Linked DNA regions of Hordeum vulgare: region 2 is linked to region 1. The links are chromatin contacts, called in public Hi-C maps. All regions are on one chromosome and are shown on one strand. The core of a region is the stretch at or near the end of the contact, and the rest is flanking DNA. Distances in the headings are between cores, read along the strand shown.

Region 1 (6,497 bases), core at 1,036-3,535:
GAGTGGTACGACACCGATGGCTGACGGATCAGGACCCCGTGCTCAACTGCGTTGAAATGCGACGTACCTCAAGAAGGTAGGGCGTCGGTGTCCGGTGGCGCGTCCTGCAACCATGTTGAGTCGTCGACGACAAAGCTGAGGTAGCCGAAGAGGATCTCTCCGTCGAGTGTCATCATGATAACGAAAAAGGTAAAACTCCTACTGCGCCAGATTTACAGAGCACACAGGCCCACGATGGGCGCCAACTGTCATGGGAATAACATGACAAGAATACCAGGGGTACGAATGAGGGGCGGAGCCTTGCTAGGGCGGAGTGGATACACTCGGATGTACGAGTTCGGGCCCCACTGGGAAGTGGTAAAGACCCTACATCTCGAGCCTCGGTGGTTGGTGTTTGCTTATAGAATGTGTGATTGTACAGAATGTTGAACCCTTGCTCAGGAGCCCCGAGGTGGCTTATATAGAGTCCGCCACGACCGACCGGACTTCATTACAAGGGCGGGTAAATGCTAATAACTACGGAAGTTACTAGTAACGGCAGCTCTAACTCTAGCGTTACTCGTAACGTACGTGTTCACTGCACTTCATGTGATAGTTCAAGTATGTGGTCGTTGCACTCTCTTCAATGCCCATGTCTTGCTGCAGTCCGAGTGTAGAGAAACGTCCGACTCATAAGAGACAGTCCGAGTGACGTCATGTGAGCCGAGTGAAGACACACTTGTCCGAGTGAGATCATAACTGCATAGGTGACTTTAGGAACGCTGATGCTCATGCAGGACCTTGGGCAGGCCTAGGGATGCAGGTCCGCAGAACTATCCCTAATGTACAACCCCGTCATTATACTTGTGCATGATGGTTATGAGTTGAGGAAGAAAAGTTTATTATAATTGCTTAAATATCATGTGAACGAAGCTAAAGACAATACTATGGATATTGTGCGAGAATATCTTAAGCTCATAAATAAATCTTAATTCATAATAAATTATTAGTTAAATCATCCCTCTTATGTATACATGGTCAAATTACTTTTCGACCAACTTACACATTGTAAGTGGAGTGAACTCTCACTAGTCCTGATTGTTACTGGGTATCTTAATATGCTTTATATTCGTATATAAGTGCAACAAAATATTTTAAAAGTTAAAAATACAAAAGGAAAATAATATACTGTGTGTGCGTTACTTGATGTAGAGGTCACGGCACTACATACTTATGCGAAAAAAGAACGATTGTCAAATCAAATGCATGTCGAACAGATCCAAAGGGAAAATTCCCAATAATAATGGAGCAGCAGCGCTGTCACTTTGTACTATATTTCAATGAGCTAAACTCAAACTTTAGCACATCAAAGCCATTGAAATCTTGATGAGGTCACAACAAACAACACACAATTAGCTAGAGAAATCGCATTTGGTCCGGCGTCCGCTCCTTGTGCCAATAGTCATAGTCCAAAGCCGGTGACGCCAAGAAAAGTTCATGCCAACTTTGTACCGGCCTGTACATTGGTACGTATGGCAAGTAACTCGGCCACAGGACACACAACACAAGTCCGATTAATTAAGAACGTTGCGAGGAGCGAATCCGCGGTTGAAATGTTGTCGTGGTAATCTATTCGTGCCGATCCCTAGAAAACGACGGGGTCGATCGATCTGACGCTGCGAGATGCTGTGCGTCCATGTGTACCACGCGCACGGCGCCGGCGCTGCGCCGTTCGCGCAGCGTGAGGCAAGCGCTGACTCCAGTGATTACGAACGAATGATTGGCTTGCTTAGACGCGCGCCCAAGCATCTCGCGAGCTTTGAACTGTACTACAACTCGAGAACTCGAGAAGTCGGTTCATTGTGATGATGTGGTCACCGTTCCCTGAACGGACGTATGCTGGCGAACGACAAGGAGATGGGAATGCGGCGAAGATGCAGCAATGCGTGCAAAGATTCCGAACGCACGGTGCATGTTGCTTTGGGGGGCACGGAGCGAGGCAGCAGCAGCAGCAGAGCCGCGGGCAACGGCCGACGTGGCTTAGAATAGTTCTAGGGGCGACCGGCTGGATCCCGTGGTGTTTGTCCCCTTGCATCGGCGGCCGTCGCCCGCCGTTTGAACTTGACCGTTTTTCGAGGTTCTTCTCCTGTTTTCTCCTTTGAAGGAGTATACCGGAACATTCTACCGTGGCATCCGCTTTGGCCATCTGTTTCCATGGTCGTTTGCAACAGGGCTGATCGTGCTTACTACTACTAACAGATGACCACGGGCTCAGGCTTCTGCGACAATTTTCCACACAAATGATGGGCTGGAGGGGGCAGAAACGCGCGTGGCCGTAATGGAAGGTCCCCCTCGGTGGGACGCGGCGGATGCACCGTGCACCACCCAACCAATGTTCTAGTTCCTCCGGAAGTTTGGGCAGAAACAGCCGCGGAAAACTCATCGCCGGCCTTCGGGATAAGCAAGAGACGCTAAGGACCTGTACCACAACAGATGCTTACAGCCGGTGCCATAGAAAAAACCCAGTATTTTTGCACAGATTTTTTTTTTTTGAAAGATAGGAGGGGTGGGGGAAGAGAGGATCACCACCTAAATATATTGCTCAAAAAGCTGTCAAAGACAAGAGTCACCCCTAGAATTTTGGATGAGTCAAATTATAAAAAAAACCGGATCGAAAACCTAAACAAGCTCACCCGTTTATGAGGAAAACCAGACCGAAAACCAATACAGATAACGAAGTTATAGAAAGTGAGAAAAAAATTGCCACCCAAGAAAAGACATGACTTAGCTAGCAGGCAGAAAGACCACCACCACGAGAGACACACGTAGATGTGAGGTGTTGTCAAAGGATCACAATACCAAGGCTCTACAAACAACCTAACGCACCACACCGACGTGCGTATCGAGCCCCACGACACAACAAGGATCAACCATAACCAACGAATACCAAACTAAACACGAACCCTCACTCGGAGATCCAGCACGTGCGGTCGATATCATTAGCAGGTTGGGGAGGCATCATTGCTTCGTCATTGAGCAAAGGTGAACCAAGACCACATCAAGAGCCCGAAGCTCGCCGCAGCACAAGGGCAACCATGGTAGCGTCTTGAGCAAGCACAGATGTCACCCGAAGGGCAGCCGAAGAAAAATCATGAAGAAAACACAACCAGCACAACCACCATAAAGAGGGCCTCAACTTCCATCTTCATCTGACCAAGCAAGGAGAGCCTTGAACGTTGGCCGTCTGGTCACCAACCAACAACACCCGCAAGGAGAGAGGTGTCGGACCTCGCTAACCCGGCTTCGGAAGGAAGAATCATAACCACACCAAGGGATGGTCGAGCTCACGAGGGGGAAACAGATGGCCACCCTACGGCGCCAAAGGCACCACCGCCGAGCCCCAGTGAACACCGCTAATCAACCATCGTCGACTCCAAGCTAGTCGCACCACCTCCACCACTACGACCGTTGGTCGCTCCAGCTAGTCCGTGCTCCAAAAATGATGCCCACAAGAGGGGAACAACACAATGCGCCACCATCATTCAATCTAAGAGAGCACAAATTTAAGGTTTCCCTCGGAGCATGAGATAGTAAGGGAGAGGAACACATCACCACAGCGGCGCCTTCAAGAAGACAACGACGCCCGCAGATGCCGCCGTTGTCGGCTCCGACCATAGTCAGAGATAGACTTTCTCCTGGCATCGTCCTCCACTCCACAGACCAAACCAGCTGCCCCCCCCCCATCACCCGCGTGACTTAACCACTGCCACCAACCGCACGCCATCTTCCACACACAGCCGTGCCCCCGAGACAAGCTGCCACCATGTCATCGAGCATGAGCCACCCTAACGCCGAGATGCTGGTTGGGCAGGACCAATCCAGCAGAGACGCAGATCTGACGACTCATGAACTGGATGCACTCCACCGCCGTAACCTCCGGACGGCGACCAACAGAGCCAACAGCAGCCACGCCGCACTCCAGATCCAAACTGTCTGCGGGGCTGAGCAGCCACATAGCAGACGGGCCGTAGCCGCGCCATCCGAGGAGTCAAACACGACAACCTCCCCCGCGACCGAGCACCAGCGGCACGTGCGGAGGAGCGCTATACTGGCCGCCAGTCAGTGGCTAGATAGAAGCACCACGTCGCCCACCGCTCCTTGCCGCACCACACCACCACCATCCACCGGAGATGACAAGTCCAACCCCCATGCGCCCAAAGGACAGCCCCACTGCACAGGCGCCTCGAGCCTCACCGAGTGGAGAGACAAACCATTGTCTGCCATCCCGCGTCACTAGAGACACCACCATCACCTTCTTCATGGAGCGCCTACCTCCTCCATCCTCCAGCCACGACCACGGCAAGCCGAGCCGCCACCCCTGCATAGGCCTAGATCCAGACGGGAGGAAGCCCCCTCGAGCCAGCACGCGCCTCCTCGAGCCGCCGCATCCGCCGGCAGCACTCCTCGCGCCTGAGCCGCACCAAGCTTGCAGTCGACGTCAGGTGCGCACCCGACCGCCGCTCGAACCTCCACAGGATTTGGCATCCTGCGTCGCCCCGTCCGAGTCAAGAGGGAGACAGAGCAGTGTTGGAAATATTCCCTAGAGACAATGATAAAATGGTTATTATTATATTTCCTTGTTCATGATAATTGTCTATTGTTCATGCTATAATTGTATTAATGGAAACCGTAATACATGTGTGAATAAATAGACCACACCATGTCCCTAGTGAGCCTCTAGTTGACTAGCTCGGGTGTCAATAGATGGTCAAGGTTTCCTCATCATGGACATTATATGTCGTTGATAACGAGATAACATCATTAGGAGAATGATGTGTAAGACAAGACCGAATCCTAAGCATAGCACAAGATCGTGTAGTTCGTCTGCTAGAGCTTTTCTAATGTCAAGTATCATTTCCTTAGACCATGAGATTGTGCAACTCCCGGATACCGTAGGAATGCTTTTGGTGTATCAAATGTCACAACGTAACTGGGTGACTATAAAGGTGAACTACGGGTATCTCCGAAAGTGTCTATTGGGTTGGTACGAATCGAGACTGGGATTTGTCACTCCGTGTGATGGAGAGGTATCTCTGGGCCCACTAGGTAATACATTATCGTAATGAGCTCAATGTGACTAAGGAGTTAGCCACATGATCATGTGTTATGGAACGAGTAAATAGACTTGCGAGTAACGAGATTGAACAAGGTATAGGGATACCGACGACCGAATCTCGAGCAAGTATCATACATATAGACAAAGGTAATTGTATCGTGGTTCATCCAATGAGATCATCGTGGAACATGTGGGAGCCAATATGGTTATCCATATCCCTCTATTGGTTATTGGTGGGACAGGCGTCTCGGTCATGTCTCCATGGTTCCCGAACCCGTAGGGTCTACACTCTTAAGGTTAGGTGACGCTAGAGTTGTACTGGAAATTGTATACGTGGTTACCTAAAGTTGTTCGGAGTCCCGGATGAGATCCTAGACATCATGTGGAGTTCCGAAATAGTCCGGAGGTGAATTTTATATATGGGAAGTCCAGTTTCGGTCACCGAAAAGGTTTCGGGTTTTATCGATATTGTACCGGGACCACCGAAAGGGTTCTGGAGATCCACCGGGAGGGCCACATGGGACGAAAGTGGGAGGGAACCAGCTCCCTGGTGGGCTGGTGTGCACCAACAAAGGGGCCCAAGGCGCCTAGGGCTGAAACCCTAGTGCGTGAGGCCGCCTCCCACCAACTAGGGAGGCAAGCCTCCCCCTTGGCTGCCGCCGCCCCCTCCTAGTATTTCCTAGGGTGGCCAACCCCCTCTCCCCTTCCTCCTATAAATAGAGGAGGGGTGGGAGGGATGCAAACACACCTTAATCCTCCCCCATGGCGCAGCCCTAGCCCTCCACTTCTCCTCCTCCGTGGCGCTTGGCGAAGCCCTGCCGGAGAACCACAAGCTCCACCGCCACCACGCCGTCGTGCTGCCGGAGCTCTCCCTCAACTTCTCCTCCCCTTTGCTGGATCAAGAACGAGGAGACGTCCCCGGGTTGTACGTGTGTTGAACGCAGGGGCGCGTTCGTTCGGTGCTTGGATCGGATCTTCTGCGATTTAAATCACTGCGAGTACAACTCCATCAAACGCGTTCATTGCAACGCTTACGCTTAGCAATCTTCGATGGTATGAACATACTCTCCCTCTCCCTCGTTGCTAGCATCTCCTAGATTGATCTTGGTGACACGTAAGAACATTTTGAATTATTACCACGTTCGCCAACAGTGGCATCATGAGCTAGGTCTATGCGTAGATTCTATGCACGAGTAGAACACAAGTAAGTTGTGGCCGATGATTTGGTCAATTTGCTTAGCGTTACTAGTCCTATCTTGATTCGACGGCATTGTGGGATGACGCGGCCCGGACCAACTTTACAGGTACGCTTACGTGAGACTCGTTCCACCGCCTAACATGCACTTGTTGCATAAGGCGGCTAGCGGGTGTCTGTCTCTCCCACTTTAGTCGGATCGGATTC
Region 2 (6,497 bases), core at 2,749-5,248, 220 kb before region 1:
AACAAAACAGGGACACCATCTTTGCCTGTCATCCGTCTTTGGCTAGTGTCCCGTACTAAAGAAAGAAAAGAACTTCATTTATTATCAACGAGTGTATGTTATACTAGCAGGATTACATACTCCCTCCGTCATAGTTTATAAGGCATGCATGTGTATCTAGGTCGTCAATTTAACTTATATAAAATAGTATATTATTTAACATAAAAATTAGATTATTAAAAATAGAACATCTAAAGTTTCTAATGATATATTTTTTGTAATATATGTCTTTCATTAAGTTGGTCAAATTGACGATCCAGATATACATACGTGCCTATAAATTATGACCAGTACATCGAGCTGGCAGTTTCACTGGCAATGTGGGGATCAGTAGATCACCCTCTCAATAATAGCACAAAAGCGATGAACAACCGATCGTCCTCGCAATCGATTTCATTGGGATTGCGAAGCCTAGCACGATATTCGTGCGTCCCCTACAAAAAATTGTATTATTTTTATTAATGGAGACAAAACGCTTTGTCTCGTCTCATTAATTAAAAAAAGTGAATTGTCTGATTGATTAACGTAAAATCAGATAAAAACCGTTACAACACGTTCATACAAGACACACAAGACGATCTGACAACCCATATAAGAACGTACACACGTCACCGAAAAGAGGACACCGTCAAGACTGCAATCCAGTGTCATCGTCATCACACCTATACAAGGGCGACTCTCACTCCACCATCGACGACCATCAATATAGCCCTCACCGCAAGCAAACACCGAGGCCCACACCGGCCACTGTCAAACAGTCAACTGCACGCGTCAACTACTAGGCAGTTCCGACTGTGTCAACGAGCATTGTAGGAGAAAAGCACTGAGCCTAGCCAGCGTCACAACCGACCACCCGCCTCGCGTCATCGTCGCCGCAAGGCCCCGCCTCAGCAGCTCCGACTCCAGGAAGACAACGCGCGGCAACCCCTCGAACACGTCGAATGAGACAAACTGTCAAACTTCAACAGTCACTTTGGAGTCCAGCTCCGGAAAAGCACGGAGGATGCCAGTCACCCTCAAGGCAACGCTCCTAAGGAGGTAGACCGACGTGGAAGAACAACGATGTGGCCCGACTCACTTTGGAGTCTTAGGCTTTCGTCCGATGTCCATGGTCCGAAGGTGTCGGGCAAAGGTAGGGCTTCACCACGACCCTTCAAGGAGGAAAAACGACGTCTGCAGACGTTGTGCCGTCTAGGCTTTCATCCGAAGCCACGACCGACGCCATTCTCACGCAGGAGCCACCAACCTCACCGTCCGCAAACGCCGACAAGCCGAAGCCGACCAAACCGGCCAGATCTGGCGCTCACCACCGCACTACCATGGAGACCACACGTCACTGCCACGATCCCAAAGCGTGGCCAGCATCGGCACCACATCGTCGGCCGCCCTAGCACCGTCCACACCCGCCACCTTTGCACCCCGCGACAAATCGACGTGCGCCGCCACAAGATCCGCCGCGCACACGTCGTACCACCCTGGCTCAGACGAGCGCGTGTGCGCCCACGCAGCCGCCGCAGCAAGGACGCCCATCCACGCCCAGGCACCGCCATGCGCCTCGCTGCCGCCATGCCCCCACGCCGAACATCGCGCCCCTGCCGATCACCGTGTCCCGCGCCGCGATGCACCGCGTCGAAGAGGAAGATGGCCCCGCCGCCGCCCACGCAAGCCAGGATTTGCCTGGCCGTGCACGCCGGCGACGAAGAGGGAAGGCGGGAAGTGACCGCAGGCGGCGGCTAGGGTTTCGCCCAGCCGCTCGCGGGCGGGGCGAAGGGGGTGTGGGTGTCCCCTGCAAATTTCACGTTGCCCAAGCCAAGAAGATGGATGGATGCAGCTAACAGCAACCTAACGGCGTCAGGATTCCTCCCGATAATAAAAGTTGGCTACAGCTGATGCCCGTCCGTGCTAGATGGTCCAGAATCGTGGGCCAAGCACGGACGCCATAATCGGTTGGCGACGTGGGAGGAGAAACGGATGGGGACGGATAGCTGGCCGGTTCGCTGTTGCGTGGAGTGCGAGGCCTCACCTAGCGATTAATTATAGAAAGAATCGGCTGGCAAGGTCAGCTCCTCTTCGGGTCCAGCAGCCGGGGCGGCGGGGGCGCAAATAAAATGAAAAATGAAAATTGTGCGGAAAGAAACGTAAAGATGATTGTTCGACGGCGGCGAGCCACCGGCATTACATCGAGATGTGTTCAGCCACGAAACAGACGGACATTTGAGACGGTACCAGCAGCCTTTGTGAGCTGCAGCAGAACTGGATCTCGACAGAAGACGGAGGAACCACGTATGATCTTCCAATCCAACTGACAATAATATGTACAAGTACAACGACTCATTGCTAAGATCACGGAACAATCCTCCATCATCGAACACCAAAACACCACGCTGTCTCACAACAGAAATGGCAGGCTGTCTCAACAGCAAAGAGTTGGGGAGGAGAGGAGAGTTTACACCCATGGTGACAGATCTGACAAGCTACAATCCTCTAGTTATTTTTTGTTGTTTTCTTCTTGGCGATGATGCCTCATGCTTTTTTTTTTTGTTCTTTTCCTGGCGATGATTCCTCCGGAGTAGTAGTAGTTGATTGCATCCGGGATGCGCAGATCTCAGGCGATGAGACCGCGGATCTCAGATCCATCAATGGCAACTCAAGAACGTGCATACATACTCACTAGTAGTAGTAGTAGTCTTCTTGGTCGGGAGCGGCGCCGGGGAAGGATCTCATCAAACGCGGACGGATGCCAGGGAGAAGACGAAGCCGGCGAACTGCGGCGGAGGGCGCACCACGGTCCAGTTCTTGGACTTGACGTCGAACACCCACAGCGCGTGCCCGCCGCCGCCGCCGCCTCCCTCGGACTCGATGGCGCCGGTCACTACCACGCGCTCGCCGCCGCCGACGGCGACCGCGCGCGCCGTGCCGGCCTTGAGACCAGGCGGGTAAGGCCCCACCTCGAGCCAGCCCCGGCGCTCCCCGCGCCACTCCATCACGGCCGTGCCCTCGATGCACCACACGCGGCCGCGCACCACCACGTGGGCCGCCGACGGCGGGGCGCGCACGCGCTCCAGGCGGCGCCACTCGCGGGTCGCCGGGTCGAACCACTCGGCGTCCCGCTCGAACCCTCCCTGACGCCCCGTGCGGTACCCGCTGACGGCAAGGAACCGGTCGCCGGCGACGGTGGCCATGCCGTCGCACTCGTCGCGCTCCTCCGACATGTCCGGGAGCGGGTCCCAGCCGTCGGCCTCCGCGTCGTACGCCTCGGCCGTCTTGAGCGCGTTCTTGAGCTTGTCGTGCCCGCCGGCGACATAGATCTTGCCCCCCGCCTCGGCGCACGCGAAGAAGGACCGCGCGGACCGCATCGGCGCGCCGCGGTGCCAGACGCCGGTGGCGGCGTCCAGCACGTTGACGTCCGCCACGGGCTCGAAGGTCTTGGGGTCCCAGCCGCCCATCACGGCGAGGCGGGTGCCCACGGCCGCGCACTGGGCGAACATCGGCACCGGCGGGGCCGAGCTCTCGCGGTGCCACTCCCCGGTGGTGACGTTGTACACGGCCACGCCGTACGCCGGGGCGTCCTCGGGCGCCGCGTCGTCGCCGGCCACCGGGTTGCCGAACTGCATGAGGAAGACCAGATCCTCGTTGGCGCCGGCCTCGGCGCGCGCCAGGGCGAACTCCGGGGCGGCGGCGGCGCTCCGCCAGCCGCGGCACACGCGGCGCATCGAGCGGTAGGATCCGTGCGGGACGCGCGCCAGGCAGTCGACGGCGACGTCGTCGGGCATCCCCGGGATGAGGTCGACGTGGTCGGCCTCCCACCCCTGGACACGGCTCTTTGGGTTCATCATAGCTTGTGACTTGTGTGAGCTTTGCTGCTGCTTCTGGATGGCGCTCTCCGTCCGTGGGAGAGGGCGATAAATAGAAGGCTGGCGGAGCTACGGGACACGCATACTGATTGATTGGGGCCTGTGTGACAGCTGGTGAGCGAATAAGAAAAATGCAACAACTTGATGGTAAAGCTGTTGCAAGCGGCTGTTTTTTCAGCCGGATTTGTGCGCTGTTGTGTTGTTTAAAGTGAGACCCTAACATGCCCTCTCAATAATTGGACGATGTCATCTAAAAAAATTGGACGATGCATTTGCTCTTTTAGATGAAAAAAAGGCTCCTGCCCCGTTCCATTTCAAAGAAACAATACAATACAATACAATACAATAGTACAATACAGAGTTGTGCAGGATTTTTCAAGGACTACCAACGGGAAATAAAACAGCCAAGTTTTTACAAGAGAGCATACGTCGGTCCCAGCAAGGCTGGTGAATTTAAAATGATCAACGGAAAAGTTACATGATAATACAACTATGGGAAAATAAAAACATCAGAAAGTCCTACCCCATCCGCCGCTCCACCATAGGCCTGAATGATCCTTAAGGTTGCTTTCGGTTGATAGGAATTTGGAGAAGGTTTAACAGGAACTGAAGGGGATTGAATCTCATGCAAGTCAAATTCTTTCAAATCCCTTCCAATCCCTTTGGGAGAGGGAGTAACCGAACAAAGCCCAAAGCACTCCCTGCTGCTTCAGCCTGGCTCTAGCCACGGTAAATGGGGGGGGGGGGGGCTTCTTGAAGCATCGCAACGTGCCCTCTTGCATATCTTTCACGTGAAGCAAGCAATAGCCACCTTCTTCAGTAACCGGATCCTCTAACTTACACAAGGCAAGTTAGAGAGATGTCATCTTTGTCTAAAATGGGGAAGGGAAGTTAGAGAAGGCGCATTGTTCAAAAATTATTGTTGTTCGCGTTTCACTATGGTTTATCACTCATTCTATATCATTATGTTAGGTTGTGATTTACGGGAATCTAGTGAAGGGAAGTCAGGGTAACGTACCTTACGTGACTTTCCTTCCAATGTTAGATGATCTGAATCGTAACATTTCTACTTCTCAAGATAGCTCACAGAGCAGCAAACATGAACCAAGTTACTCGTTTGATTCGAGAGTTGCAAACTTAGCTAAAATTGTCCACAAGAACTCACGGTGCGATACATAATATGCAACACAATTAATGGAGCATTGGTCGATGAAGCCCGGTCGACTGCCCACGCTAGCCGGACATTGGCTCTGCCACGGCCGGTGAGGGTGCTAATAATATTCCAAACTTCAGTATCTACCACACAATCAAAAAATTAGGTGGTGATGAGATTCGGCTTCACTACACAACACGCAGGAAACATCCTCAAAATGTTGTCTCTTGCCAAGGTTATCTCTAGTTAGTAATTTGTTATTAGACAAAAGTGATAGTCTGCTAGTACACATGGTTTAGTTGTAGCCTTTTAAAGGTAAGAGTATCTGTTGGGACATATTTCTCCATATGTAGTTTTGGTAATTGATGACAATCCCTATGGACTTATATTTGATTGACTTATATACGAAGGATTTGTCCATAGGCACTTCTTGAAGTCCATATGTTGGTTTCAAGGAATTTATATGATGACCAAGGTGGTATTCAAGGTATTATCCAAAGAATGGTCATAAAGACACAAGGTTGATCAAGGCTAAGACAAAGAGTAAATCAAGAAGATCAACACACAAAGCGTACAAGATGTACCGAGAGGGATCAAGTGATCCCATGATATGGTAAGCATTGTCCATAACGCTTTTGTGTACTAACCCATGGTCTTCGTGAGAGTTCTGTGTGGGGTAGGTGTGTTTCCATGGGTTTGCATCAACAGGAGGATCTCATTCAACCCATGAAGGATAACATCAAGTGGTGATCATCATCGAGATTGCGGTGTGCAAGTTCAAGTGGAGCATCACGAAGATATCATGCTTGAAGCTTGTCGTCCATTGTGGTGGCAATGGACTTGTGAAGATGTGCTCAAGAGTGGCTCACCCATAGTGAGTATGGGGGAGCAATGAACTACTCTTCATCAAGCCAATGCAATCAAGAAAGGTGGTCCATCTTCAGGAAGTCAAGATCATCATCATCTAGCTCAAGTGGACTAGGTGCAAGGTGTAGGTTTGCCCTTGATAGGTTTTTCTATTTTAGGATAGATTGTCGTAGTGTCAAGGGGGGCTCTGAAGTGAGTAGCTTGATCGGATCGTTCGTTGAGAGCTAAACCATTTGCATTGATGCATCAGATTTCTTGGTTCTTGTTTGGTGTTTCCCTTTGTGAGTTTTAGAGCTTATGCTCATCTTTACGACAAGCTCGAGTTCATCGAAAACGGAGTTCATGTGCATCTTCTATGATGTTTTTGATGTTGGAGTTTTTGTCGATTCTTCATTCATAGAGGTTTCACATCTCTATACCATTGGTATTTCTCCTAAGTGCTTCTTCTTAAGGTTTCACGTCGCTATTGGATAGCTCTTGTCGTCCTGAATCCAACAAGCTTGAGTTTGCTCAGTTCGAAGCTCATTTGTAGAAGTTATAGCAGTTCTGGTATTTCATGTTTTCTTTCAGTGGATGTACCGCTG

Evidence for each region. Hi-C and Micro-C count contacts between places; a contact is called where the count stands out from the background.
Region 2: a Hi-C map of leaf shows a contact between it and region 1, with 4 times the contacts expected there. The contact joins the promoter of LOC123447831 here to the enhancer-like site in region 1. A contact is called at or near these places in 2 of 6 Hi-C or Micro-C datasets (leaf and seedling) and 1 of 1 datasets of contacts at active chromatin or transcription factors (embryo).

Annotation. Positions count from the first base shown.
Region 1 is chr4H:49,850,784-49,857,280 of MorexV3_pseudomolecules_assembly, reverse strand. No RefSeq gene overlaps it. Among protein-coding and RNA genes, the nearest start is that of LOC123451168, 81 kb to the right of the region's middle. Within about 2 kb of position 2,285, at least 3 of the 3 cell types and tissues checked have open chromatin away from gene starts, as enhancers often do. A contact at or near this core is called in leaf and seedling, where this site is marked.
Region 2 is chr4H:50,070,715-50,077,211 of MorexV3_pseudomolecules_assembly, reverse strand. LOC123447831 (F-box/kelch-repeat protein At2g44130-like) reads right to left here and starts at 3,998. Exons shown (of 1, transcript XM_045124518.1): 1 at 2,306-3,998. The coding sequence starts at 3,875. The coding sequence ends at 2,763.